Linked DNA regions of Mus musculus: all the other regions are linked to region 6. A link is a contact called in public HiChIP or PLAC-seq and promoter capture Hi-C data. All regions are on one chromosome and are shown on one strand. The core of a region is the stretch at or near the end of the contact, and the rest is flanking DNA. Distances in the headings are between cores, read along the strand shown.

Region 1 (4,419 bases), core at 689-3,188, 340 kb before region 6:
TCCATAAAACCCTTCCTTCACAGGATGACAGGATTGCAGTGCCTAAATGATAATAATGTATCATCCCCCGGGGCCCTGGCTCAGCACCCGCTGCAGTAAGGAGCAATATGCAACCTGGATAGCCTCCTCATTGCTCAGAGTATCAGTTTCCACCCCGTTAAAATCAGAGCAATGGGTATCCTAGCCCACAGGGATGTCGACGTGTAGAGGGAGGATGTGTGCACCAGGGTCCAGCCAAGCTGGTGTTGAAAGCTCATTTTAGCCTTATTGGTGGGCGTGTGTTGACCTGAGACCATGGTGTGAACTCAGGTCTGCCTCTGCGCTGCTAGGAGCACCTGCTTCTTACTGCTTGTCCAACAAGAACGTGGCTTCTGGGAGCTGAACCATGAGTGCCAAAGGGGAGGGGACCCAAACCTTTCTAGGCCAAGGAAAAAGGGAGGGGGAGCCAGGTCTGGGAGGTCAGACATCTACCCTGTTTGTCTACCTGGATATCCCACGAGACTTTAAGCTGCCTAAGGACAGATAGGTTTTCTTTCTCACCATGAAGCTTGTGTGACCCTAGAGCAGTGGTTCTCAGCCTTCCTATCTCTGTGACCCTTTAATACAGTTCCTCCGGTTGTGTGACCTTCAGCCAAAAAATTATTGTATTGCTACTTCATAACTGCGAATTGCTACTGTTATGACTCTTAATGAAAATATCTGTGGTTTCCAGTAGTCTTACGCAATCCCTGTGAAAGAGTTGTTCCATGACAGGGGTCATGAACCACAGGGTTGAGAACCACTGGTCTAGAATTTTGTTCGGTAGATAATAGGTATATATTCTAGGTGTACTGTATGAACAAATACAGAATAAAATGTTATGGTCATATACAGGATTCCTAGGAGGAAGAGCCTTCCCCATCCGCTGCCTTTCAGGGCTGTTTTGTTTTGGTGATTGTGGGGCTCAAACTCAGGGCCTTAGATGTGTTAGGCAGGTGCTCTCCCACTGAGCTATAGCCCAGTACGTCCCTGGGCTTTCTGCCTGCGTACTGCATTGTCAGGGGCTGAAGGGAAGGCACCTATCCCTGTGGCCACTCACAGCCTGTTCTCACAGCGCCTTCTGGTGAGCCTGGGATTACCAGAGCCTTCCCACAAAAAAACAGCAGTCTCTCTGTATGCCTCCTGGAAAACCTCCCCTCTCAGCTAACGGTGGGGGACACCGTGAGCTCAGCATTGACTCTAAATCTGAAAGAGACCATTTCTAGTGAAGGGGGTAAGCCACCGGAGCAGGTGAGGTGCCCGGTCCACCACTGCCCACTTTACAGTGTCACCAAGGTTTGACTTTGGGGTTGGATAGACATGTCCCTCTGTCTTGGCATTGCCCTTTCTTGCTTCCAGTGTGGCGTTAGGTTAGTTGTTTCTCTCTCATGAAAACTGATGTCCTTGTTTACAAAATGTGGATATTAGAAATTTCCTCATGTAGTGCTGTTATGGAGGAAGAAAACAGACCATGTCTTGGAGCATCCAAGTGAGGTACTTGAGAGTTCTTGGGGCACCAAGAAGCTACGCTAGGGTGGTGGTGTGAGCATGACCAGCCAGCCCTCTGAGCGGGATCTTTACATGTGGCAATTTAGAGCTTGCATGTGGGAAGTGCTTATGTTTTTCAAGTCCTTTGTCTCTTCTCACTAGGCCTCAGACACTCTAGGGTCCTTACACTCTTGTAAACAACACCTATCTTGTTCTCTCATGGTTTTCCTAGAGTGGGAGGAGGGGGCTCAAATCTCAGCAGGATGCAGAAATCACATGGCCAGGTACAACAGCTGGTTTGGAAGCCTTTGAAAAGGTGAAGCAAGAGAAGGAGGCGAGGAGGCTTTCAGGAAACCCTGGGGCCCTTTCTGCTTCCTCCTTCTAAAACTTACAAAGCCACTGCCACATACTCCCCTACTGCCACTCAGACACACCACACAACTGCATCCAGACACTGGAGAAAGTGAAGGGCATGCTGGAGGGCACAGCCCCACTTCCCCTCTACCAGACAGGAACACTTCTTTTTACCTGACACTTCCCTTACTCATGCTGGGCACTTCTGGTTTCTGCTATGTCAGGGAGTCTAATTTCTTAATGGTTCTTATATCCTCCTAGGCAACAGAGAGATGACTTGCTCAACAACGTGCTCATGTGTAGGGGAGGACCATTCTTTGTTGTGGGGCTGTTCTGGATGTTAAAGGTTTTTTTGTGGCATGCCCAGCCTTGGTCCTGTAGGTGTAAGCTGGACCCACAAACATAGAATCTGAGAGTCTAAATCATGGTCTGATCCAGATCATAGATGATTCAGTGGAGTTCAGTGATGTCTCTAAATGGTTCCAACAGCTCATGGATAAGCCACTTCATGTCCTGCTGTTTTACTGATCCCTGTTATCAAAGCCAGTCTCTGTCAGCTTTGCAGAGGCAGGACCTACACTGAGCTCTCCTGTAAGAGGCTTTAACGAGAGCAGAGAGCAGGTAAGAGCAGCTACTGTTCATGCCTGAAGGCAGGGATGTTCCCCAACCAGACCCTCGGGGAGATCTATACATCAGACTTGACCAGGGCCAAGGGCAGGGGAGAGGGAAGGAGCACCATGTGCCTGTGTGGTTCTGCCAGCTCGACTCCAGGAGCTAAGCCTCTAGAAGGATTCTGGTCTAGACGCTTCTCTACAAAGGTCGTAGTTTCCCTGATTCACACATTTTAGCCAAAGTCTCTCGGTTGTAAAATGTCAGGTCCGAACTGGAAAAAAGTGATTCCAATGTGTGCTCTGGGTCAGCCAGTGGGCTACTTTACCAATAGACGGTAAAGAACTAGAGATACAACCCTAAATGGAACGCATATGGAGTGCTCCCCCCCCCCCACCGCCCCCATGCCTAAGGATCAGAGATCGTAGGTGTGTGTGAGAAAGAGAGTAGGGGCAATAGGTAGCAAATGACTACAGGGAAATTGTCTACTGAACACAGCAGGGCAGCTGCATGTGTGAACTTACAGTGGCTGATGACAGCGTGCACAATAACCTGTGCAAGCCCAAGCCATGAAATCCCAACATGGAGTGGGGAGCTGGGTGTGAGGTCTCATCCCAGCTGAGGATCTGTTGCCAACTGTCAGCTACTGAGAGCAAGAATCAGTTTTCTCTAGGAGTGTGGCCTCAGGTGAGTGGAGAAGGCCACACTTCCAAGAATATGTAGACAGCACAATTGGACTTGTCGACAAAGGAGGAGTGGAGGGAGGAGGAAGAGAAGATGAAGACATGAAGCTAAGTAATTGAGAAGGGAGGAGTTGGAGGAGGGGTGAATATGGTCAAGACAGATATGAAATCCTTGTTTCCATAAAATAATGGTTATAATAAAATGGTAAGGTTTAAAACTAGTCACACTTGTTATTGACAATCTTAAGCTGCCCTCTGGAAAAATTCTTTTGGATTTTTTTTTTTTACATGAAACCCTGCAGTCTAGGAATCACTGACAAGAACCTTGGCCACCCAAGTACAGAACGGGCAGGTCAGCCTGAGCCACAGTGATGGGTCACTCTTAAAGGCTTGGGCAGGGGTCTGTGGCAGGCAGAATTTCTCTGGCACCGTGAGTTCTAGCATATGCAAGTGCACTGTAGCTGTCTTCAGACACCCCAGAAGAGAGCATCAGATCTCATTACAGATGGTTGTGAGCCACCGTGTGGTTGTTGAGATTTGAACTCAGGACCTTTGGAAGAACAATCAATGCTGTTAACCACTGAGCTATCTCGCCAGCCCCTTAACCACTCTTATGATAGCACAGGAATTGACCAGAAGAGCCCAATGTGCATTTGGGCACCAATTCCAATGGGATTGATAGCCATCACCATTGTGAGAAAGGCCATTAGATAAACAAGAACCCAGGAGCAATCGGAGGATAGCAACTAGGAAATCGGCCTAATAATATACCTGATTTCTGCCCAGTAAATTTTCAAAATTTAGTTAACAAAGATTAGTGGTCATGGATGTGCTGTAAATGGAGGGTTATCCAGCCAGCACTGTGCTGTTTGTTTGTTTCTACTTTAAAGCCGGGTGTCTAACCCAAAGCCCCCTAGGCCACATGTGTTCTGGGACAGCTAGGAATGTGGCTTAACAGGTCTGTGGATAAGGTCAGTGTCGAGGTACACCCCCGATCTTACGCTATTTGGAGAGAGCTCTTGCTTTAAGCAGATTTTGTGGTTCTGTGTTTTAACTTACTGGATGTAGTACTGACATCTGAACACCAGAGGGCACTGCTGCCTCGTTTATTTAAATAGGATTTTTTTTTCTGGGTGTGCCCCGTTTTTATTTTTTATTTTTTAATCTTTAAAATTTTTATTGCAGTGGGTACATAAGACTATCTCATGGAAGTATATATGTACTTTGGACGACTCTCCCAACCCCAGACACCCTCTCCTTCCTCTCT
Region 2 (4,344 bases), core at 892-3,391, 280 kb before region 6:
TTGGAGGTTTCTACCTCACCTTAGATCACTGAGCTCCCAAGTAAAAGACACAAAACCTTTATATTTGTAACAAGTCTTAAAGCACTAGAGCTGGGTAGATATCAGCCCTCTGTGCTATTTTGTCTCCTTCCTGTCAATAAACCCCGAGATATCATTTGCCATGTTCCTCCTGGGCTGCTCCTACTCCAGTCGGCTGCCAAGGGGTCACGATCTACCAATCCCAGTGTGGCTCCACCCCCTCCTATCTTCTCTCCTCTTGGCCCCTGCCCGAGACCCCAAGCTGGAGAACCTTACCCCACCCCTTCTATTCTGCCCAGCCTAGGCGGTAGGCATCTTCAGGGATAACTTGGGGGGGCAAGTCTACACAACAGAAGCTGGTGTACTTGAGGATCTCCTGGTCTTGGAGCAAGCAGATTTTGGGGTTTTGAACCAACCCACTGTATCTGCTTGTGTTCTCCTGCTAATTATGTTACCCTCAAACTTGTTTTGTCCCCAATTGGTTTTTGTTTAGTCAATAAAGTAGCCAGTGGCCAATGGCTGGGCAGAGAGACAGAGTTAGGAGGAAGAGGGCATTCTGCCGACAGGGGCAGAGGAGGCAGATCACGCCAGAAAGGTGCAGGAGAGAGACAGCGGATTTGTAGGTATAGGGGAAAGCGGCCCCAGGAGGGCTGCCCAGCGGGGTCCAGGGCAGCAGAGATGGAATATAGACTTAGAAAGTATTAACTCGGGAATATCAGAGGGGAGTGTGTGTTAGCCACGTGGAGATGGGAGTGGCCCAGCCACAGAGCTGTTTAGGGTATATTAACAATAAGGCTGTGTATGTGTCCTTTGTTTGGGAATCCAGAACATTGGGTGTGTGGCAAGGAACGCGAGCATGCCCACCAGGAAGTATAGAGTGGATTCATTTGCTAGCTATAACCCACTACAGTCTTCATCACAAAGCTATGGCTGAAGACTCTCTTCTTCCCTGGATTAAACTGTAATCAAATCCTTTTCCTTTACCATTTTGATTTCCTAGTTTCATTTAGAGAGGGAAGCTAGGTCCCGGGCTCATGCATCTGAGTGTGGGGTTACATTTGGGAAGGGGTTAGAGCTGCTAAATACTGCTCACTGGAACACCAGGCTCCTGTGAGAATCACAAGAGCATGGAGCCCTTGGTTTGGTTGAGCCCAGTGCAGGCCCGGCTCGGCAGTGCGGATAGGGATACAGTGGTCCAGAGTGGCTGAAGCCCGCAGTGGGTCTCAAGTATGGGTAAGCAGAATAAGCTAAATGCTACCTAGAGAAACTTAGTGAGTCCTTGCCTCAAAAAGGGAAGAAAAAGAGGAGTGGGAAGGAGGAGGAAATGGGAAGAGGGAGAAAGGGCAGGAGGAAGGAAGGAAGGAAGATGGAGACGTAGATTAGTGGTACAGAACTTGCCTGTCTGCAGGGCTCTAGGTTCAGTCTTTGATACAGCAACAAGCAAACCCTAAGCTGCTGTAAAGGACCAGCGGGAATAAAGACATTCTAGAGTCATTCTGGCCTCTCGCAGGCTATCAGACAGACAGACAGACAGACAGACAGACAGACAGACAGACAATGCACCCTAAGGAACTGGAATTCCCCCCAGGAAGCTCAGGCTGGGAGGAGGCCAGACTGAAGCCTGGTACCAATCAGAGAAGCAGCTCATTTCCTGGAAGATCTGACCACCTAGCAGGAGAGCCTGGAGCTGGGTGATCAGCTGACCACACCTTGAGCTGGACAGTTGTGCACATTGCTTCCCTCTGCTTAGAACTAAGCCTTAGTCAGGGCCCTGAAGTCGGAGAGTTATGGGGGCCCTTTTTTCCCCTTTTCTCTATGTGGCCACATAGATCTCTTTTTTCACAATTGTCTTTTAATTGACCTATTGATGATGAGGGGCTGAATCTAGCTTGTTCGAATTGACAGGGCCTGGGCTCTGACCCCAGGAATGCTTGTGACACTAACCCTCCTAATGCTTCGCTCTCTTGAACAGACTTCTGACCCCTTAGATTTGCAGTGTTCCCCACTCTGGCCATTTTGGAACAAGCCCTTCCTCCCTGGTTGCTGTCAGCACCAGGAGCAGCCTAGAAGCAGTCTGCTCACCCTCCCTGGGGTTTCTCTTTCCTGTGGGAGTGACTCAAGACCTAGTTATCATCCCTGCAGCCGTCCTCCCCTGCTGACCACAGGGAAGGTCTGGTGGTTGTGCGTATGAAAGAGCAGGCCTTCAATTTGAGCAATTATGGGGTTCAGCCCTGGATGGTCGGCAGTGCTCTCCTCTGCTCACAATGTGGTGTTTATAACCAGTAAGCTTGGCTTCCAATTACAAGCTGTGGCCTCTTCCTGTAACACCATAGAAAACCTTGGCTGTGCTCTGAGACGAGCATGTTGTTTGGGGGGATTGGGCCCAGGTTTTAGCACAGGAAAAGCTCCAGCATTGCTGTCAGATCTCACGGACCTTATCACCTGTATTACCTCGTGTTTGACCAGGTTTTGGAGGGGAGAGGGAGGGGGTGGTGGTGGGCATATTTCTCTATATCTCAAGCAAAAGCAAAGTGGGGCCTGTCCTTGCTGGGTCCCTGGTAGGCTCCTTAACATCCACCTGTGGAGTGATCGGTGTGTGTGTGTGTCTGAGTATGTGTAGTAGGTAGGCCCTGGGCCATCCTTGCTTGTGAAAACTCCTCAGAACAAACTTCTACCAGTCCTTTGTTTCTCCCCATTCTAAAGTTAAAACAAGAAGAAAAAAAAAATGGTGGCTCATGGGATACTGGCAAGGAGATTTTTTTTTCTTTCTATAACCCATAGTCAGACTTGAAACCGTATATGTTTGCAATGTGAAAGCCTCTAGCTCCCTTTGCAGATGGCTATGTGATCTGAGAAGCTAGAGGGACGGGGCGGGGGGGGGGGGTGTAGAAGAAATCTGTCTGCAGCAACCTAGACCAACCAGCCTGACTTCCTCCCTCCTCCCCTCCGTGTAACTTAGTCACCTTTCAGAGGACCTTGATCTGAAGGGGAGTCTTAAGTATGTGCTAACCAACCACAACCTCGTGACAAGGGCAGGAGTATATCAACTCACTTCTCACTTTGGGGTACCAGTTACGAGCTCCCACAGATGGCTCTCAGAACAATTCATAGTCTTTAGTCTCAACTAGGGAATGAAGAATTCTGGAAGCTATTGATCTCCTCTACCAAAACCACTGTTGGGGTGTCAGGGCCTTGAGTTTATTCCTGTTACATAAGGATGTCCTTCAGTGGTTTCTAGGGATCCTCTATAGTCTCCTAATAAAGGGTTCTAATTAATAAGGTGTTTATGTGATTCATTCTGATTTCTACAAAATCTAATGTCTTTTTTTCTGACTTAGTACCAATTTATATTTAGTGAGTTGTACAATTTAGAATCAAAAGTGAATAAGACTGTATTGAGGACAGAGTCAGATGTGGGGCAAGTGACTTTGGAGAAAAGCACAGACTTTGGACTAATTATTTTCTCTATTCTCCATGTATTAGAGAGACTGTCTTTCCATGCCTAGCCAGTTCCTCGAAGAGTTCAAAGGACTTCCCTTTGCAATGCCAAAGCACTCCAGAGCCAACAACCCCTACAATGGCTGCAATCCAGGCAGTGCTCTTACACTGAATCACTAGGGCCAGGTGGAAACCAGTGAGTCACGCCATGACCATGACCTAGGATGCTATTCTACTGGCTAATCCTTGGCCACTGATTAACTACTGCTTCCCTCCAAGGCCCTGTGTGCCTGCCTGTGCCTTGCCTCCTTGTTTCTTTGTGTAGAATCTCAGTTGTTTCTCCCTTGTTTGCTATTTGATTATACTTGAAGCAAATTCCTCGTGCATTGTAACATACCCAGAGGAAATGAAGCTGGCACAGCTAGCACTAGGGGACCATTAGAATCGCCTGGGATGCTGTCTGTCCGGGACTTGCCAACATACCCTTGGATTTCATTGGCCTGCAGTGATCTAGGGGACAGCTAGACCCTAGAAGTCCCAGGGCAGTGGTTCCCAGAGCAAGATCCTGGGTCAGTATCTGCATCACCTGCATGTAGTTAGAGATACAAATTCTTGGGTCCCACTTCAGACTTAAACTTAGGGATTTGAAGTAGGGAGCTAAAAATTGCTCCCCAAGTGGCTCAGGTGACAAAGATGTGGTTAGAGGAGTGGGTCCAGAGACAGCTGGCCTTGTAGCCATGGTGAGGAACGTGGCCTTAAGTGTGAAGGAAGTTACAGAAAGACTTTGAACAGGCTCTGGCTGCTGCATGCTATGTGGTAAGAAGCTGACTCCACAGAGGGCTGTCTCCTGCAGCTGTAGAGGGGACAGTTGGTTCTGGGGCATGGGAG
Region 3 (4,611 bases), core at 1,502-4,001, 420 kb before region 6:
TGCTATGGCATTTCGGAATGGAAACTGCATTAGAAACCATTGAGCCAATCAACTATCTTACGTATGAACAGAGTAAACAAACTCAGCCCGGCCAATGTACCAAAACTGGAGCAGGAGTCTAGGTTCAGGCACCAAGAGTCCAGGTTGGCACTTCAACCTAATAGAAGGAGCAGCTCACTGTTAGCGAGATAAGAAGAAAGACTATATAGATGTATTTGCAAAAGAAGTTATGCTCTAAATTCTATTTTGTCTTCAAGTATGAAATCAGAAAGAATTCTTTTATAGGAAAAAGCAAATGTTAACATCTTAAATTATACTCTATTCAGCAAGATCACTCTTGAATTTACAAGTTTCTTTTCTTCGCACCATTGACATAGTCAGCATGTATCCACTGGACTCATCCAACCTGCAGTTAACTAACTTGCTACAACGGCAAGTTCCTGTGTCAGTACTGAGGTAGAAGGAGAGGAGAGGACCACAGTGAGGAGTGAGGTACTCACTCTGGAGAGAGGTGGGGAGGAAGGCGCATGAGCCATAATCATAACATGTCTGGCTGGGTTGTGATGGTTATGCAGAGTGTACCATAGATGCTACTGAGCAACTGAGAGGGGCAGCTTCCTGGAGGAACTGTGCCTACACTTAGAGGAAGCCGGGATAGAAGGAGAGGGCATTGATGAAGTACTGTCAGATATGGCTAGCAACAGCCCTGGGGAGAAACCTATGTGCCAGGTGAAGCTGGAGAGGTGTCCGGGGCCAGGCAGTGTTCAGGAATCCGTACCTTTGTGTAGAACTGTTGAGGAATCTGTGGAAACTATTGAAGCATCTCACCAGCTCCTCAATGGACCATTTCATAGTATTCAGACATGTATAGTCTCTGGATAATTTCCCAGCTTCAGACACTTACAATTAACTACACAATTCTGTGTCACTTCCACACTACCAAAATAACAGAGTCGTGAGTTACACAATGACATTGCAGTCAGGGACAAGACCTCAGAGATGATGATGGTCCTGTTGGATCCTGCTTATCGCAGTTGCCTTTTGTATAAGTGCACTCTGTGATGTTAGCACAATGATGACATCACCCACAATGCATTTCCAAGACCATGTCATCCTCTATAAGAAGTTACATATACAGGCTGGAGAGATGGCTCAGCGGTATGAGCACTGGCTGCTCTTCCAGAGGTCCTGAGTTCAATTCCCAGCAACCCCATGGTGGCTCATAGACATCTGTAATGGGATCCAATTTTTACTTTTTTTTTATCTTTTTATTTTTCATCTAATCTAAAGAAATCTTAGTACATATTTGGACACTTTCCTAATAAAATGTAAAACTACATCCATGATTTTGTTTGTTTGTTTTGTTTTGTTTGAGACAGGGTCTTCCATAGAAAAGTTCTATCCTCCTGTCCCCACCTCCTGGGCTACAGGGGATGACATGTTTGCATGGGCCACCATTCCCAGCCTTGAATTTCATGTGGTACAATGTTTTTCTCCCTAAGGAATATTTTAATTAATAATTGTTTAAATAAAGAATTGCTTATCCATAGTTCTCAAAAACATCTTCTAAACCACCAACAGGAAAATGGAGGCACTCAGCGCTGGGGAGGGAAGGGCAGACGCCATCTTTACAGAAGGAGAGTCCAGAGGGGAAGGGCACACGCCCTCCCCCCATGCCTCTACCCTCCCACGTCAAGCCGTGACACTGTTACCCATGGCTTGTTATTCAGACTGTCCTTTTTGCTAGCTGGTCAGCACTCACTCCCAGCAGCTGTTAGACAGCTCGGCTGTGAGCTCTACCTGCAAGGGCGCGACCACCTTCCTATTCATCTTCCAGAGTTTTCGGAGCTGATTAAGTTTGGAGATTCGGCTTCTATCTATAACTCCCATATGGCAGAAACAGCTGTAATGTCTGCCAATGCCCTCCTAATACTTCTTCTTGTTAGCTTAGTTATTTTTCTTTTGTTAAAGATTAATGTACTTATTTTATGTATATGAGTACACTGTTATTGTCTTTAGACACACCAGAAGAGGACACCAGATCCCATTAGAGATGGTTGTGAGTCACCATGTGGTTGCTAGGAATTGGATCTCTGGAAGAGCAGTCAGTGCTCCTAACCACTGAGCCATTTCTCCAGTCCTAGCTGGATTTTTAAAAAAATTTTGGTTTATCCATAAGCCCTGAAGACCTTAATAACTGAGAAATTTCAATGAGGGAGTTTCATGGTATCAAACCGGCTTAAAACAAATTAGTTATACATTAGAGTATGTGTTTCCTCGTGTGTTGAATAGCAAGATCTAGTGGATAGGCTATTATGTTCTTCAAAGTGGAAATGGGCATCAACAATATATAGAGATGTCTGCAATTGTAATATGCACCAATTAATCTACTGTTGTGTAATCAATTACCCCAGAACCCCACAAGCACTTAAACCAAGGCTATTACATTATATCACAGAACCCATGGGGCAGAGATCTTCTCACACAGCCTAGCTATATTGCCTTTGACTATCTATCACAGGACTGCAGCCAAGGTTTCAGTCAGGGCTGTAATCTCACTAGAAGGCTTGACAGAGGGAGAAATTGCTTCCGAGCTTTCTCATGCTTCAGTCTCCACCCTCCCCAGCCCAACCCCCTCTCCCCATCTTCCCCCAGCTGTTGGCAAAATGCCTCCCTTAGCTCCGTAGCATTTAGTTCTCTATAGGATAGTTGCTCATGACACTGTGGTTGGCTTTCTTCAGAGAAAAAGACAGTGAGGATGGAAGCGGAAGTCTCTGCAACTTGATCTCAGAAGGGCATCCCTTCCTCTTTGTATACTTCCTTCACCAAAGTGAATCATAAATCCATTCCACAGGCAGGGCAGCTCACCAACAAACGCTTGTCATATCGCAGACTATGGGTCTGAAGGAAGGGTTGTATAGAAGAACTTGAATTTCAAGGGACCTGGATCACTGGACACTGTCTTGTAAGTCGCCAGCTACCTGGTGACATACAACATCTACAATTTTCTGCACGAGATGATGTCACAAGGGTCCCTAATTCTACCTCACTTTGCTGGCTACATTCACAATCCAAGGAAATGCAAAATTCCTAGGGGCTAGTAAAGACAGAGAAGCGAAACTTCCTCCTTAGTTATTTGCATTTTTATTTTATGTGTATGAGTGTGGTGCCTGCATGTATGTTTGTGCATCACATGCATGCCTGGTGTTCATGGATGAAGGCACGGAATCCCCTGAAACTGGAGTTACAGACAATTGAGAGCCACATGGGTGCCGGGAATCAAACCCAGGTCCTCCGCAAGTGCCCTTAGCCACTGAGCCATCTCACCAGCCCCAGAAGCACCATTTCTCTCTCCAGTTTATAGACTTCAGGTAGAATGCCTCTTCATATGAAGTAAACAGTCTATCTTACACCATCTAAAAGCCAGTTGGGTGCTTTGGGGGATGGGCACAAAGATTCTCTTTTAAAAACGTGGGTTTGTGGTCCACTCAGAAATATATCCAACTCTGAAGACTTCCCTTGCAAAAGGCAAATGTTTGGCCTCGGTGAGTAACTCCGGGAGTTCAGTTTTAGGGACTCTTTACCTACTCTGGACTTCAGCAATCTGCGTTAGCAAACAAGCCCTGGTTTGAAGCAATAGCCACCTTCCTAATACAAAGTAGAAAACAAGAACAGGGGAAGAGCTGGGCGGTGGTGGCACATGCCTTTAATCCCAGCACCTGGGAGGCAGAGGCAGGAGGATTTTTGAGTTCAAGGCCAGCCTGGTCTACAGAGTGAGTTCCAGGACAGCCAGGGCTACACAGAAAAGCCCTGTCTCGAAAAAAAACCAAACCAAACAAACAAATAAAAAAGGAACAGGGGGAGATAAATGTTTTCCTGCAGGATTCTTCTCTTTTAAAAGCTGGGGCCACTGAAAACAGGGACCTAAATCCTCCCTGGAGGAGAGTGGCACTTTACCTCGGTTTCTTTCATAGTCACGACCCCTGTAGCCACGCTGCCAGCAAGTATGGAATAGCCTGAGCTACTGTGGAGGAGGCTGAGCCACAGAACCAGTCAACTCCCCACACACGCTTGCAGGTTTCAATTCTGCCATCCCAGACCTCTGGAAATCTCTTGTCACTTGCTCACAGGAATGCTTTGTTCTCATTTTCTCAGGGGTACAGAGGCCACATATAACACGTTTCAAAACTGGACTCTGTCAAGTGCTAGAACTCGGTCCCAGAGCAGTGCCTGGCACTGTCTTTTCAGCTGTGGAATTACAGAAGTCTTGGGGACTCTGTTGTTCGCTGAGGCAACAGAAGCTGCGAACAATTCACTAACTGGTTTTTGAAGCATCCCGATTGTTTGATAACCAGCATTTCTGCGTCGGGGCAAACAAGAACAAATACCAACTATGGAGAGTACTGCTTGGGAACGTCCCCTTGGGAGGATGTTGCTTATTGGAGCTGACCTCCATCCCTGCAGCACTCTGGCCTGCGTGGAGAGGACAGGACCCAGTTTTCTTCCCAGTGCCTGTGCTGCGGCCACAACCTCTGGGTCCTGGATTACTTCTAAGGCCTGCAGAACATTTCACTCAGATCTCCCTGGGGCGTCTGCCTGACAGTATCCCCG
Region 4 (4,593 bases), core at 99-2,598, 400 kb before region 6:
ATAAAGGTTTTAAAAAATAACTAGCCTGATTAAAAGTACAAACTTAATGTTACAAAGCAAACATTACCACTACCCTGGATTGTCATGATGATGGACTGCAAAAAAAACAAGCCAACCAACCAAAGGGGGACCTGAAACCCATCTGTGGACTGAGCCTGGAGGATTACTTGTGCAGTGTACAGGGCAATGTGTTTATTGCCTACACACAACTCTTCTGGCCAGAAAGAGAAAGAAAACACTGAAATAGTCATGGCCACTCCATTCCCCTCTCATACCATGGTGACACACTTAGAGTGACCAGAAATGAGCCAGGAATCTGCAGCCTTCTTGGGATGTGTCAGCGTCCTGCCATACCTGACGTGATTTCAGTTTTCAAAGATGCCCAGTTTTCATATTCCAGAGTCCATACCCGATAACCATTTAAGTCCATCTGTGTACTGTGTATACATATACGCAAACACAGAGGCATGTTTAAGAAGTTTTAACTCTTAAAGACAGCAAAAGCTTTCTAGCTGAGGAAGACCCTGTCCTAGGGCTATGCAATTCTTAAGGTGGCAAGGGTTCAGCCAAGAATAGGCCCCTGGTAAGCAAACTCACCAATGCAGAGCCAGACTTCCTCTACCAGACACCCAGGAGGCCTTTAGCATTCCAGAGCTAAGTACCAGGCAAATAGGGACCTCCTCCACAGCCTGCAGTCCTCCAAAATAATTCAGACTAGCCGGTCTAAAAGGTCTACCCTATCCTGGCTTGCCTTTTCTGCAGAATCTCTGATACAGTACCTGGCCTGAATATTTTCCCCAGGAGAGTAGTTATGCCTCCCAGCCCAGTCTGCTTCAGTTTACAGATAATGCTCGGTGGCGTGACACGCCTCCTTTCTTACAAGCATACTCGATTCTGTTGTTTCCGCTTGGGGCCACAGCTGACTTACCATTGCATAAAGGATGTTAAAAACATCTGGACATCAGGCAGGAAAGAGAACTCAAAACTAACTAAACAGATGTGTTTCTACCTCAGCAGGGCCCGTGAACTTTAACCCCACTGAACGGTGTGGAACCAGAAGCCCGTCTCCTCGTGGCTCTTCCTGTTCTGACGACAGCTGAGAAAAAGCCCCGCTGCGGTGACTTTACAGCTCCGTGATGAGCACCCTTCCTATGACAGCTTCTCCAAAATCAGTTCCCTTCAGTAAGGTGAATGAGAAGATTGTCAGCCCTTCTGGGCCTTGGCTCAGGGGTCAGTTTCTTCCTCCTGGACCCGCCCACATAGGATCATAGCCCTGGATTCTGATGGCACCAGCGCAGGCCACAGCCCATCCTCCCACCCAGATAAACTTCCTCCCTCAAGGGAAAGAGTTGGCTGACATCTTTTAATGAAGATTACTCTCTTCCAGCAGTAGAGAAGAGAGGTGCTCTCATTCCCAAGAGCCACCACACTCTAACTCAGTCTGTCAATGGTCTATGCTGTGCACACAACGTGCTGCAAAATAAAAGGTGCTGACCCAGCGTCTAAGTCAGCCTTTCTAATCATTTACAACACCCTCATCTTCCTAGCGTCTCAGTGTATGAAAGCATTTTCTAGACCTGCGAGAACAGCCAGCCTGACCTTTTCAGGAATGACCAAGCCACTTCAGCCATTCAGATTCCTCTTCTTTACTGTTAAGCAGTGCTTCCTGACAACGTTTTTATTAAGAAGAGGGATATTCCAAAAGAAAGCACCGAACCTATACTCACTCAGGACTGTGCTTTGAGTACTTTTCGAGACAGGGTTTCTCTGTGTAGCCCTGGCTGTCCTAGAACTCACTCTGTAGACCAGGCTGGCCTCAAACTCAGAAATCCGCCTGCCTCTGCTTACAGAGTGCTGGGATTAAAAGTGTGCACCACCACTGCCCAGTTACGCTTTGAGTACTTGTGGGCTCTCCTCAGAGGGATACACAGTAAGTAATGGCAAGATGGTCACACCAGGAGGACCTGGGTAATTGTCACATAGCCTGCATGGAACCATCTGAAGCCTACAGAGACTGCCCCAGTGAGCAACATTGGATGCGCCATGGAGTTGCTATGCCAGACAAAGCCCACGCTGCTTATCAGGCTAAAAACACAGTAAACAGAGCGAGGTCTGACTGGTCTTCGATACTTTGTGGGTTCTTCTTTTTCCCACACTTTATCCCCTGCCCCCGTCTCACCCCTTATCACCAAATAGGAGAGAGACCAACAGCCACTAACCCCGCCTACTAGGGCTCTAGCATTTATATACCTTCTGAAAAGTTCCCAGAATTCCAAACGTCACGAAATCGCAGAAACTATTTGCAGCTGGCCAAACCATGCCTCTGCTAGAGCACGAGGCAAATCATAGTCAGCTGATGCAAAGCAGCATCCATAGCCTCACATCTGGGATGAAAATGAAAACATATTCTTATAATATGTCTGTGGTTTTTCTAAAGAAACTAAAATTCCACAATTCTCATTACACAGAAGCAATGAAAATCTTTGAGGTCACTGAGCATTGTGGGATCCAGTCATGTACCCTGTGATCAGCCACATCCTATCTTTCAAACTTCAGCTCAAGTACCCGTTCATAAACAATGATAAACAAAGTGGTAACTCATGCAGTTCCATAAGGAAGGACTGACACGTCACGTCAGCCCAAGGGCCTCTGCAACACCAGCTACTTCAGGTCCCAAGAGCCTAGTCTGCCCTAAGGGCTCAGATTACTTTACAATGCTCACAGTCTCACAAATTATCAGTGTTAACCATTTGTGATGGTTTGTATATGCTTAGCCCAGGGAGTGGCTCTCTTTGGAGGTATGGCATTGATGGAGTAGGTGTGACTTTGTTGGAGTAGGTGTGTCACTGAGGCAGGGAGTTTAATACTCTCATCTTAGCTGCCTGGATGCCAGCTTCTCCTATTTGCCTTTGGAACAAGATGTAGAACTCCCAGATCCTCCTACACCATGCTTGCCTGGATGCTGCCATGCTCCTGCCTTGGGGATAATGGACTGAACCTCTGAACCTGTAAGCCAGCCCCAATTAAATGTTGTCCTTGTAAGAGCTGCCTCGGTCATGGTGTCTATTCAAGGCAGTAAAACCCTAAGACACCATTAACCACAAATAATTATTATATTAAATGCTTATGGATATGAACAATACTATCATTCAAAAAACCTAAAGTGCCTTTTTGTGCATTTGTCCAATTTATTACCATTGGTAAGGAAGCAATGGCCTTCAGTTACCAATAAATGAAGATATCAATAGCACACACTTCCAAGCAAGCTGTAAAACTGCAGGAGAACCTGGATTGTCACCTTTCAAATGTGTCCCAGCTCCAAACTCTCTGCTAACTCATCAACTAGATGTGTCAGTTAGCTTTGCATTGTTATAACAGACATCTAAGATAACAGACATCTCTTAAGGTTTATTTGGGCTCACAGATCTGAGGGTTTCAATGCATGACCTATAAGTTGAGCCTGTGGCAATATCACATCATGGTAGGAGCACACAGTAGGTCTACAGAGCTCACCTGCATGCAGTAGGTCTACAGAACTCACCTTGAGACCAGGAGGCAAAAGGGAATAAGGAAGAGCTGGATCCCATAATTCCCAATGGCCTAAGGGAGCAATGGCCATAGGTTCCACATTTCAAAAGTTCCAGCAATTCTCAAGGGCACACCACTGGGGACCAAGCCCTCTAGGGGCATTATAGAACCAAAACACATGAATGAATAAATGAATGAGTGAATGAATGAATGGTTAATAACTCCCTGATTATCTTTTGTGAGAAAAAAACTAGCAGTTGTATAGCACAGTTTGATGGGACCGGCGATCTTCGATCATGACCTTGCAAATACAACGTGTTATATGGTGACTACTAAGCCATCTATAAAGTCAGGCAAGATTGCTGGTTGGCTATTCCAGGCATCTATTAGCATGTACTAAATGGCCCTAAAGCTAGCAGTATAAAGCCATTACCATTTCCCTGCCCCTTTAGGTCACGCATGTCCTCAGGAATTCAGAAACAGTACAGTGGAGGCAGCTTTGTAACATCTGTGGTCTCCACTGGGTTCACCAGCTGCACTGGAAGCTTAGAGCACTGGGGCTGGAGAAGCCATTTTCAAGATGGCCTCTTCATTTGCATACGCATGTCTGGCATGAGCCTAGGGCAGCTAGGTTGAGCTCTACTGAGATGGTCAAGCAGATATATGCACAGGGCCTTTTTAAATTTCACCTATATTTCTCCTACTTCACTTCACTGTTTTTCAGGTTATGAGTGTGCTAAGAAAATATTCTATACCAAGCTATTGCATATACTCTCTGTCCTTAGATGGGTTTCTTTCTTTCTTTCTTTCTTTCTTCCTTCCTTCCTTCCTTCCTTCCTTCCTTCCTTCCTTTCTTTCTTTCTTTCTTTCTCTCTCTCTCTCTTTCTTCCTTCCTTCCTTCCTTCTTTCTCTCCTCTTCTCTTCTTTTCTTTTCTTTTCTTTTCTTTTCTTCTCTTCTCTTCTCTTCTCTTTTCTTTTCTTTTCTTTTCTTTTCTTTTCTTTTCTTTTTTGAGACAGGGTCAAAAAACTGACTACGTAGCCCAGGCTGGCCTAGAATTGTGGCAA
Region 5 (4,240 bases), core at 565-3,064, 440 kb before region 6:
CACACTCCAGGCCTGTAAGCTTGGATCCCAGGAGACCCTGAACCAAACACATTCTTTCTGTTACCTAGATTTGACAGGTCTCAACTAGGTGCTAACCTTGGAAAAGACTGGGCCCTGGCAAAGCAGACCTATGCGGGATGCCAATGCACTTATGACACAACCACCTGCCAGCACTTGACTTTGTTCAGTGGTCTTCATGCACAGGATGAAGGGAGAAATCTACTGTATGGTCATGCACAGAAATAATGCCAGTCTTTGGGAGGTGAAGGCACAAGTTGCAGACCAGCTTGGACTACGCAGCAAAAAGCTTTCTAAAAAGCTGTCTTGTATGTCTTTTTTTTTTTTTTTTTTTTTTTTAGAAAACCTGAATAGAGAAAATATACTCACGAGTGCAAATGTTGGTGGCGGTGGGGGTGCTGGTGGGGGAGGGACAGGCATCTTGGGTAGTTAAAATTTCAGCAGTCTTGAAGGTAAATCTGTAAAAACAGAACACATTGGTGCATTAGACGGCTTGATAACAGTCTGTCTGTCATAACCTCCCTACTTCTCTTCCACAGTAACATAGGACACCTTTTAGAGGGGATGGGGTGCACTACCCTTCCCTCAGTTACCCTGGCAGGACTGTTCAGGAGGGACCCTGGTGAGAGTGGACATTTGAGTTGGAGATGCGGGGTGACTGTCACACCAGTACTGACACTGCTCAATTCTGTCCCTGCACGGCGCTGTAAGTGTGTGTCGGCAGATGTAAGCCTGTGCCTGCAGAAGCAGGCAGGATTTCTGGAAGCTACTAGAAAGCATCCCTGTCTGGTCAAACATATTTCGAGCAGCACCTACTCTTCCTCACTCATTTGCATAAAATCCTTTTTGCTCTCCCGCCTCCTACCCCCCCCCCTGGAACTGGTCCAACATTTTAATGAGATCTCTAAATGTTCTAAAAGTGCTGAAACTTTAGAATCTCTGTTAGAGAGTTTGAGCCTTATTCCGGTGAGCAACCTGGGACACTAACCACCTGAGGTCTATGCAACACTATGCCCAAATTCCAAACACAGGAATTATTTTCCTTTATTCTTAATAGTCTCGTCCAACTGCAGAAAACAATTTCTTAGCACTTAAATATTAATTTGGCTCAACCACTAAAAAGTTAATGTGGAAAATTTATACTTTAAGACAAACCATTCATTGAAATATGGCAGGACAGCCTGCTCCCTGTGAACACCACCAATAGGTTCCCATACCTGCTTCTAAACCAGTCTGAGGACATTGGGGACCCAGTGCCTTCAAAGTGAGCTAACTATGAAACAGAACTTCGCCCAGTGTGGTGGGGCACCCAAACGCTTAGGAGGCAGAGGCAGAGGCAGAGGCAGAGGCAGAGGCAGAGGCAGAGGCAGAGGCAGAGGCAGAGGCAGAGGCAGAGGCAGAGGCAGAGGCAGAGGCAGAGGCAGAGGCAGAGGCAGAGGCAGAGGCAGAGGCAGAGGCAGAGGCAGAGGCAGAGGCAGAGGCAGAGGCAGAGGCAGGAAAACACGGCAAGTCTGAGGTCTACACAGTGAGTCTGGTCGATGTTGCAAGCCCAGGTTAGCCAGAGCCACAGAGAGATCCTGAGAGGGAACATATTTTCCAAGTTTTTTTTTTCATTCCTTTTTAATCCTGGGGTAGAGGAGTTCTATGAGAGACTGCTGGAAGTGGCTTTATCCAGTTGTGGTTTATTACTGCAGTGGGCTGTTTGAAAACTCAGAGCATCTTGCTCTGTAAATATTGCCGGAAGTTGCTGTGCTACATAAGATGGAAGGGTTGAATCAATAGTTGGGTGTTTATCTGCTCTGTGTGTGGAGGGATGGGGGTGGGTATCAAAGGAACAAAGCAAGACACAGAAGGCCCCACTGCTCGCCCACCCTTGCTACGGCTTTTACATTCTACAGTTTCCATTTAAGTCCAATGACAGTTTATAAATAACATCCTTAATTTATTTTCATGATTTTTTTTGTGTGCGCCCGGCTCCTTTCCAACTTAGTTTTGTTATTTTCTCCCCTGATTCTGAGGAGAGCACTGTGGAGAATCGCAGTCAGCAGGAACATACACCCAAAGTTCTACTTGTCCTCAGAAAAAAAAGAATTCGGTAATAATTAACTTTTAGATTAAAAGGGACCTTGGGTAAATAACAGCCAGAAATAGTTCTTATTTTGATGTACACTCTGCTAGCTTATAAATGCAGAAGCATGCATGCCTAGGCACCCATTCCCCACCCTCAGGCTGGGCAAATGTGTTCTCTCCCTCTCCCTGTCTCCCTCTCTCCTTTCCTCTCCCTCTTCCCCCTCGCTCCCCCACCCCCAAAATTTGGCCAAGAAAGATCAATTAAGAAATTTTAGAATACACATAACTCAGTAGTGTCTAAATGAGTCAAAGGTCTTAAATTCACATTGTTATTACAACCATAAAAATAAATAAATATACAGGTCATTCCAGAAGCTGTAGATCCACTCGAAGGCACATAGAACTATCTAGTAATACGAAATTGCTGCTAAAATCGTGAATTTTTTAAAAAGCTCAGAGTTTTGAGAGTCCTACTGGAAAAATTCTTCTTGATTTTTGTTCTTTAGAGATTCCACCGTGCAAACCAAGTGTTGGATGTCTTTAAAATCTGAAAACCATTAAAACTTATTAAGGTGAACTTGGCTTTGTTCTTCAACTTCCTGTAAAAGGACTCAACGGGGAAAACTGATGCTCACAGTAAACCACAGTCATCCTGTTTCTTTCACACAATCTTTTCACAGGTGCAGTTGCCTGTAGTTTCTATTTTATGACACCAGTTGCTAGGCAACATCCCCCCACCCCACCCCCAAGACCTCTCTCTTTTAGAGACTTTTACTACCCTGGCAGAAAGAAAGGCTTGCTGGTCTTATTGCTAATTACTTCGCCTCTCCTGAGCTGAAGGTCCCTGCTCCAGCAAAGAGGCAATCCAAACAAGACAGACAGAAGGATACAGAAGGCAAAGCAAACAAAGCTCACAGAGTCCCCAGGAGTGATGGTTTGCCCCCACTCATGTTCAGTGGAACCCACACTGGCTGCGCACGGGACCCTCCACTTCCCACAATGCACTTGCTCTTTGCTTATTTGAAACAACAGCTTCAGTGACTACTAGGGTTGTTCTTTCTCATGGCAGCAGGTGAGGGAAGGGCACGCGGAGGGCCCACAGCTAACTCAGACACGCTGCATTCAGAGTTCTGGATAAGGAGGGAGTTTAGGGCTGAGATATAGCTCGGTGACAGAGCATGTGACAGCCTGCGGACCTAAAAGTGTTCTCCAGAGCAAAACTGAGTGTGGAGAACCTGGGAGGCAGACTCACACTTACACTTCCTCTGGAGAAGCAGAGGTTACCATGGAGAGTGTATTCTAACCTACTATCTTACATATTTAATTTAAAAATTAACAGAAACTGTAGACATCCGAGACCCCTCTAAAAGTAAGAGCATGAAGTTTGGCTGGTGACTCAGCTACCTGTGGTTTAGCTTAAGGGATAAGGACCAGGAATCCTATACTTTATCCATGTAAGTGAAACCGATTTTCTTCCTGCATCTTCCCTCCTTTCCAAGTACCTTCTTTAAAGGGCTCAAACCTCAAAGCTGACGTTTCCCTAAATCCTCAGCACCACATTTAGTATTCCCAAGAGGATTAATCTCTGCCTCCAATCTGCAGTACACACACACACACACACACACACACACACAGCACTCAAATCAACATACTGAATATGTTTATTTTATCATCTCAAGTATAGCCTTGTGATATGTGCTGAAATGTCACCAGATTTATTTCTAAAAAGGTCAAAACACTTAGAAAGGAAAATATTTTACCTGTGATCAATCCTTTTAAGCATATATTAAATGCTGCTGTGATCATTAAAACAAAACACTCTGTAATCCCTGATTCTCAGGACTAGAAAAGGACCCGGAAACCAACTGTACAACCTATCATGTGGTCCCCAGCTATTCAGGTGGGAAAAGTTCTTGGAATCCAGAAAATTTCCTCTACACACAGTAGTTAGGTGGCCTTGGGCAAATGACTTAGCCTGCCTAAACCCCGTTTCCACTGCGGATGGATATAAGGCTATCTACTCAGTAGGGCTACCCAAGAGTTCAATGAAGCAGGGCTTATTAAGAATTAGCCATTTGTTAAAAGTTAAAAACAAAAACAAAAACAAAAACACCAACAAGCACATGGAAAGGATGTCAAGTGATAAGTGCCG
Region 6 (4,213 bases), core at 623-3,122:
AGAAACACATATCATTTTGGAAGAGACTAAAGTCAAAAATGAGTGGAAACAGCATGTAAGGTAAAGTTATTTACTAGATCTAGCAATATAATTGATTAGGAGAGTACAGATAATAATTAAAACTCAAGTTTTCAAGTTTTCTTAAAAATAAAAAAAAACAAAAACAAACCTAGATTTCTTGACTTAATGTTAGTCATGAAATATTTAATGGATAGTATCATTTCAAAACAATATAGCTTTAAAATTTTAAAATACCCATGAAAACATCTCTAAACATCTCTCCAATTATTTATTAATGATTTTAAGACCTAGAACCTTAATTATCACTCAACTATCGATGGCCTTAAAGATCCATGTACTTAGTTTTCTTGGCTTATATAGGATATGTTTTTAGCATACTCTACAAAATATTTCTATACTTTTGAAAAAAGTTTATTGCAGGGATTCTTCAAATAGGTTTAGCAAATTTAAATACAAGACTCTTATTTCATCTAGAGTTAACTGTTTTAAAATAAGCCTTTATAAAGTCTTACCATTTGGGTGCTAGAGACCCAGGCCATTTGGCGCTAAATGAGTAGTATTCCTGGAACGGTTATTACTTGACAATGGCCAAGGGTTAAGAATTTCTTCAAACAGGACAAACTGAGCTCAGAACAGTCCGTGTTTGGTCAGATGTTAAAAACAGCATTACCTGCATCTGGTGTGAACGTGTCCCTAGTTTATAATCCCCAAGAAACTGTGACTTCCACAAGGTAAACTAGGTATTAGTCGATGGGCCTAGAGTCTATCATGAGTATCCCTTTTACTCAATTATACTGGTGGTAGTTTTACTCGACCTTCCCAGTTTAAGAGTCTCCATTAAAGAAGAGACAATTTTATAATACCTATGTGCATAAAAATAGTTCCCATCTCCTCCAAGGTCTGGTTCAATGAGTGAGCATCCCGGGGAGACATACACACATCTCTCCCTACCTCTCTTCCTTGTCCCTGGGGTAATAAAAGGCACAGATTATTTTCCTACAAAAGCTCTGCAGAACACCGGTCGAAGTAAATGGGGTGTGGGGGGGAATAGCAGAATCAACCTGCACCCACACCTCAGCCCCGCCCCACCTGGAAAGGGGGGGGTGGCGGCGGCGGGAGTGTGAGGGCGGCAGAAAGGACAGAAAAGGCCGAGACCACCAGCAGGTTCTCCATTACCATTGGCTCCATCACGTTCCACCGAGGCCAGAGACCCTTGCTTCCCAATCCTTCAACGCACCATCCCAAACCCTCGATCGCCCGAGTCCCCGGTGGGGAGCCCAGCGTGGGCCCTCTGGGCAGCGCGATCAAGGACTAGCGGCGGGGGTCTCCCCGACAGATGGGCGGATCCGAAGGGCGCCTCGGGGACCTCTCAAGTGACCACACCAGAGGAGAAGTCGGAGGGAGGGGTCGGAGAAGAGCCGTTATTCCTTCTCGCTCAGGCTTGGGAAAGCGCGCGAGGGAGGGGCCGGCCGGAGCCGCAGCGCGTTACCTAACGGTCCGGTCGCTCCGCCAGACCAGAGGCGGCAACGCGGCCACCGCCGTCCGTAGGGTTGGGGTCCACAGCAGGGGCGCAAAAGGGGTGGGAGGCGGGGGGTGGAGACTACAGGCAGCGACGTCGCCATGTTAGCACCTTCTTCCTCTGCATCCCTACAACCTCCAAGCCCGTGGCCCTTCCACCATTACTCACCTTTCCAGGTCACTAATTCATGGTCCTGCCAGCCACCCGCGAGCCCGGAGGCCGGCCGTGTTTACAAACTAGCCCCGGAGGAGAGGGCTGAATCGCACTTTAAAGGCCACGGGCTCCCACAGGCTTCCGTCCTCTCTCGCGAGATCCGACTGACAAACCTTCTCCCCGCCCCACTCCCGGCATCCCTGCCGCTTTCTTCTTGCGCCCCTCCCCTTCACGCACACGCCCCTTCCTGCTTTCCACCGAGGGAGCGCCCGCGGGTCAGGTGACTCCGTCGTGCCTCGGAAAAAGGGCGGGTCTTCAGGAGGGCGGGGGCGGGGAGGCGGGAACCAAAGAACACTCGGACGCGAGTGATTGGGCGAAAAGCACGAAAGGCGGGAAGCAGGTCCAAAGGGGCGTGGCCAAGGTGCCCAAGGACCGTTGTTTCGGTAACCAGGGAACTGCAGAAAGCTGTGATTGGCAGCCGTCGGGAGGCGGGCACGAGAAGCTGCACCGGATCTGGGGCGCGCGCGCAGGTGGCGGAGGAGCGAGCAGGAGGGCGTGGGCGGTGTGAGAGAAGAAAGGTGAGGTCGGGGAGCCTAAAGGAGCCCAGCCCTGGCGCCGGATGTCTCTGTCGTATTGGTTTCTGACTTCGCTAGGGATATGAGACTATGAAGGGAGAAGCGCTTCTGGACCACTCTCCGTGTACCGAGAAGCCAGAGCTGGAGAGAGAGCTACGCTTAAGGTTTTGGAGAGTCGGGGTTTGCCAGTCATCACCTCCGCCCCCATGTGCACACTGAAGCAAAATAAGTCAGCCCTGCGTAGAAAATAGAAACCTTTTCTTAGAGAGTTCTTTGTTCGGATTTTACTAAGCCAGAACTGGAGCCGATCTTCCCCACCACCCTATGTCAAGTATATGGTATATTACATACGAGTATGTTCAAAGGCAGTGATCAAAAGGAAATACACCGTCTTCCACCCCCATGTCACCATATTTTAAAACAAAGCAACGATCTTTTTCCTAGAGAAAAATTCTTGTAATTATGAGTGTTTCTTTTATCAAATTTCCTTTACTTAGTTAGATATAAAAATACAAATTTCAGGGACCGAAGAGATGTCTCAGCGGTTAACAGTACTGGATGCGAGCCGGGCGTGGTGGCTCACGCCTTTAATCCCAGCACTCGGAAGGCAGAGGCAGACGGATTTCTAAGTTCAAGGCCAGCCTGGTCTACAGAGTGAGTTCCAGGACATCCGCAAGTAACCCTTAAGCCGTCTATAACTCCACTTCCAGGGTACCTGACGTAGAATTAAGAAATTAATTAAAATTATTAATTTCAATAGAATCACTTCATTCATTTAAAGCTTAAGAGATCGGTATTAATTTTTTTATTTTTTTAAATTTTCGAGGCAGGGTTTCTCTGTGTAGCCCTGGCTGACCTGGAACTCACTCTGTAGACCAGGCTGGCCTCGAACTCAGAAATCCGCCTGCCTCTGCCTCCCAAGTGCTGGGATTAAAGGCATGCGCCACCACGTCCGGTTTGGTTAATGTTTTAAGGAGGACTAAAGGACGCCAATGAGAACCCAGCAGAGAAGAGGCATTCTTCCCACAATATTTTCCTTTGCTCTATAAATTGTAGTGCCAAAGAAATGCCTGTTAATGTAGGAAGTAGGTTTCAAAAAAACTAGGGGGCGGGGCGGGGGAAGGAACTGGACAGATGGTTAGGAGTGCTTGCTGATGTTGCAGAGCACCCAAGTTTAGTTTCCTATCACCACATACCTGCTCAGCTGCTCATAAAAGCGGGGTGGGGGTGGGGATCGGACAACCTCTTCCAGCCTCCGTGGGCATGTGGTGCACATTCGTTTATGCAGTCAAACACTCATACACACAAAGTAATGTCCTTAAAATTGGGGGCAAGAAGAAGGACGACTGATTAGTGTAATGACAATGAAAGAGACAGACCTTTACAGACCTTTACAATTCCATAACTGGTTCAGGTGCACTACTCCTAAACATACTTATTCCTACTGAAGATTTTGGTGCTTATTTTAGGGATGTTGGTTGTCCAATAAATATGTACAAGTTGCAAAATGTGATTAAGGCGCCTGTGAAATCTTGCACTGATTTTTAAAAAGCAAGCCTTTTTTTTTAGTATCATGCTTTTCCATTTGTTAAATGCGTATTTCTAATTTAGATTTATGAATACAATTCGTGTCTTTACATAAAATACACCCAATTTCTCCACGCCAAGTGAATCTAAAATTGTAAGTTTGTCTGGAATAGTATCTGAGAGTTAATGAGCCTGCCGTCTAATAATGATGCCTAGCATGAAAGTGAAATTGTAATGTCACTGGACCTTCTAATAGGTTGCTGGCCTGTATACATGTACGTGAGCCAACTCAATCTTCCTTTAAAACTAGCTTAATTACTTGAGAAACCTGAAAGAAACCAGATTATTAACACTGTCGGTTCTGAAGTTAGAAAGAAAGTACCATCTTGTAAACTTAGTAACAGTGCAGTAATGTCAA

Evidence for each region. Promoter capture Hi-C pulls out the DNA fragments that hold promoters and counts their contacts. HiChIP or PLAC-seq counts read pairs in DNA pulled down with a chosen protein or histone mark.
Region 1: an H3K4me3 HiChIP or PLAC-seq map of bone marrow-derived macrophages shows a contact between it and region 6, with 2.9 times the contacts expected there. The contact joins the enhancer-like site here to the promoter of Atf2 in region 6. A contact is called at or near these places in 5 of 39 promoter capture datasets (the 3T3-L1 cell line, the SN4741 cell line, cranial neural crest and 2 more), 1 of 484 Hi-C or Micro-C datasets (conventional dendritic cells) and 17 of 115 datasets of contacts at active chromatin or transcription factors (the 230-238 cell line, the NIH/3T3 cell line, bone marrow-derived macrophages and 9 more).
Region 2: a contact with region 6 is called in a promoter capture Hi-C map of cranial neural crest. The contact joins the enhancer-like site here to the promoter of Atf2 in region 6. A contact is called at or near these places in 6 of 39 promoter capture datasets (the C10 cell line, the SN4741 cell line, cranial neural crest and 3 more), 2 of 484 Hi-C or Micro-C datasets (forebrain and stem cell-derived neural stem cells) and 14 of 115 datasets of contacts at active chromatin or transcription factors (bone marrow-derived macrophages, craniofacial prominence, embryonic basal ganglia and 8 more).
Region 3: an H3K4me3 HiChIP or PLAC-seq map of bone marrow-derived macrophages shows a contact between it and region 6, with 2.7 times the contacts expected there. The contact joins the enhancer-like site here to the promoter of Atf2 in region 6. A contact is called at or near these places in 1 of 39 promoter capture datasets (the HPC-7 cell line), 2 of 484 Hi-C or Micro-C datasets (Th1 cells and embryonic stem cells) and 8 of 115 datasets of contacts at active chromatin or transcription factors (the 230-238 cell line, bone marrow-derived macrophages, effector CD8 T cells and 4 more).
Region 4: a promoter capture Hi-C map of cranial neural crest shows a contact between it and region 6. The contact joins the enhancer-like site here to the promoter of Atf2 in region 6. A contact is called at or near these places in 1 of 39 promoter capture datasets (cranial neural crest), 1 of 484 Hi-C or Micro-C datasets (embryonic stem cells) and 5 of 115 datasets of contacts at active chromatin or transcription factors (the 230-238 cell line, bone marrow-derived macrophages, embryonic stem cells and 1 more).
Region 5: an H3K4me3 HiChIP or PLAC-seq map of the SCID.adh cell line shows a contact between it and region 6, with 9 read pairs. The contact joins the enhancer-like site here to the promoter of Atf2 in region 6. A contact is called at or near these places in 1 of 39 promoter capture datasets (the HPC-7 cell line), 2 of 484 Hi-C or Micro-C datasets (B cells and Th1 cells), 6 of 115 datasets of contacts at active chromatin or transcription factors (the 230-238 cell line, the SCID.adh cell line, bone marrow-derived macrophages and 3 more) and 1 of 9 other capture datasets (liver).

The regions. Positions count from the first base shown.
Region 1 is chr2:73,546,758-73,551,176 of GRCm38.p6, forward strand. No RefSeq gene overlaps it. Among named protein-coding and RNA genes, the nearest start is that of Gm30940, 12 kb to the right of the region's middle. Within about 2 kb of position 1,939, at least 51 of the 459 cell types and tissues checked have an H3K27ac peak or open chromatin away from gene starts, as enhancers often do. A contact at or near this core is called in bone marrow-derived macrophages, where this site is marked.
Region 2 is chr2:73,605,615-73,609,958 of GRCm38.p6, forward strand. All of the region lies in intron 1 of Chn1os3 (chimerin 1, opposite strand 3), which reads left to right. Among named protein-coding and RNA genes, the nearest start is that of Chn1os3, 11 kb to the left of the region's middle. Within about 2 kb of position 2,142, at least 48 of the 459 cell types and tissues checked have an H3K27ac peak or open chromatin away from gene starts, as enhancers often do. A contact at or near this core is called in embryonic limb bud, where this site is marked.
Region 3 is chr2:73,473,095-73,477,705 of GRCm38.p6, forward strand. The region is part of intron 1 of Wipf1 (WAS/WASL interacting protein family, member 1); the gene reads right to left. Among named protein-coding and RNA genes, the nearest start is that of Wipf1, 54 kb to the right of the region's middle. Within about 2 kb of position 2,752, at least 49 of the 459 cell types and tissues checked have an H3K27ac peak or open chromatin away from gene starts, as enhancers often do. A contact at or near this core is called in bone marrow-derived macrophages, where this site is marked.
Region 4 is chr2:73,495,028-73,499,620 of GRCm38.p6, forward strand. All of the region lies in intron 1 of Wipf1 (WAS/WASL interacting protein family, member 1), which reads right to left. Among named protein-coding and RNA genes, the nearest start is that of Wipf1, 32 kb to the right of the region's middle. Within about 2 kb of position 1,349, at least 69 of the 459 cell types and tissues checked have an H3K27ac peak or open chromatin away from gene starts, as enhancers often do. A contact at or near this core is called in bone marrow-derived macrophages and memory CD8 T cells, where this site is marked.
Region 5 is chr2:73,447,462-73,451,701 of GRCm38.p6, forward strand. Wipf1 (WAS/WASL interacting protein family, member 1) reads right to left here. Exons shown (of 8, transcript NM_153138.4): 2 at 388-476. The coding sequence starts at 438. Among named protein-coding and RNA genes, the nearest start is that of Gm13707, 63 kb to the left of the region's middle. Within about 2 kb of position 1,815, at least 14 of the 459 cell types and tissues checked have an H3K27ac peak or open chromatin away from gene starts, as enhancers often do. A contact at or near this core is called in the SCID.adh cell line, where this site is marked.
Region 6 is chr2:73,890,767-73,894,979 of GRCm38.p6, forward strand. It overlaps Atf2 (activating transcription factor 2), which reads right to left and starts at 1,873. Exons shown (of 15, transcript NM_001025093.2): 1 at 1,709-1,873. It overlaps Gm10822 (a long non-coding RNA gene), which reads left to right and starts at 1,642. Exons shown (of 3, transcript XR_003953852.1): 1 at 1,642-1,973; 2 at 2,145-2,271.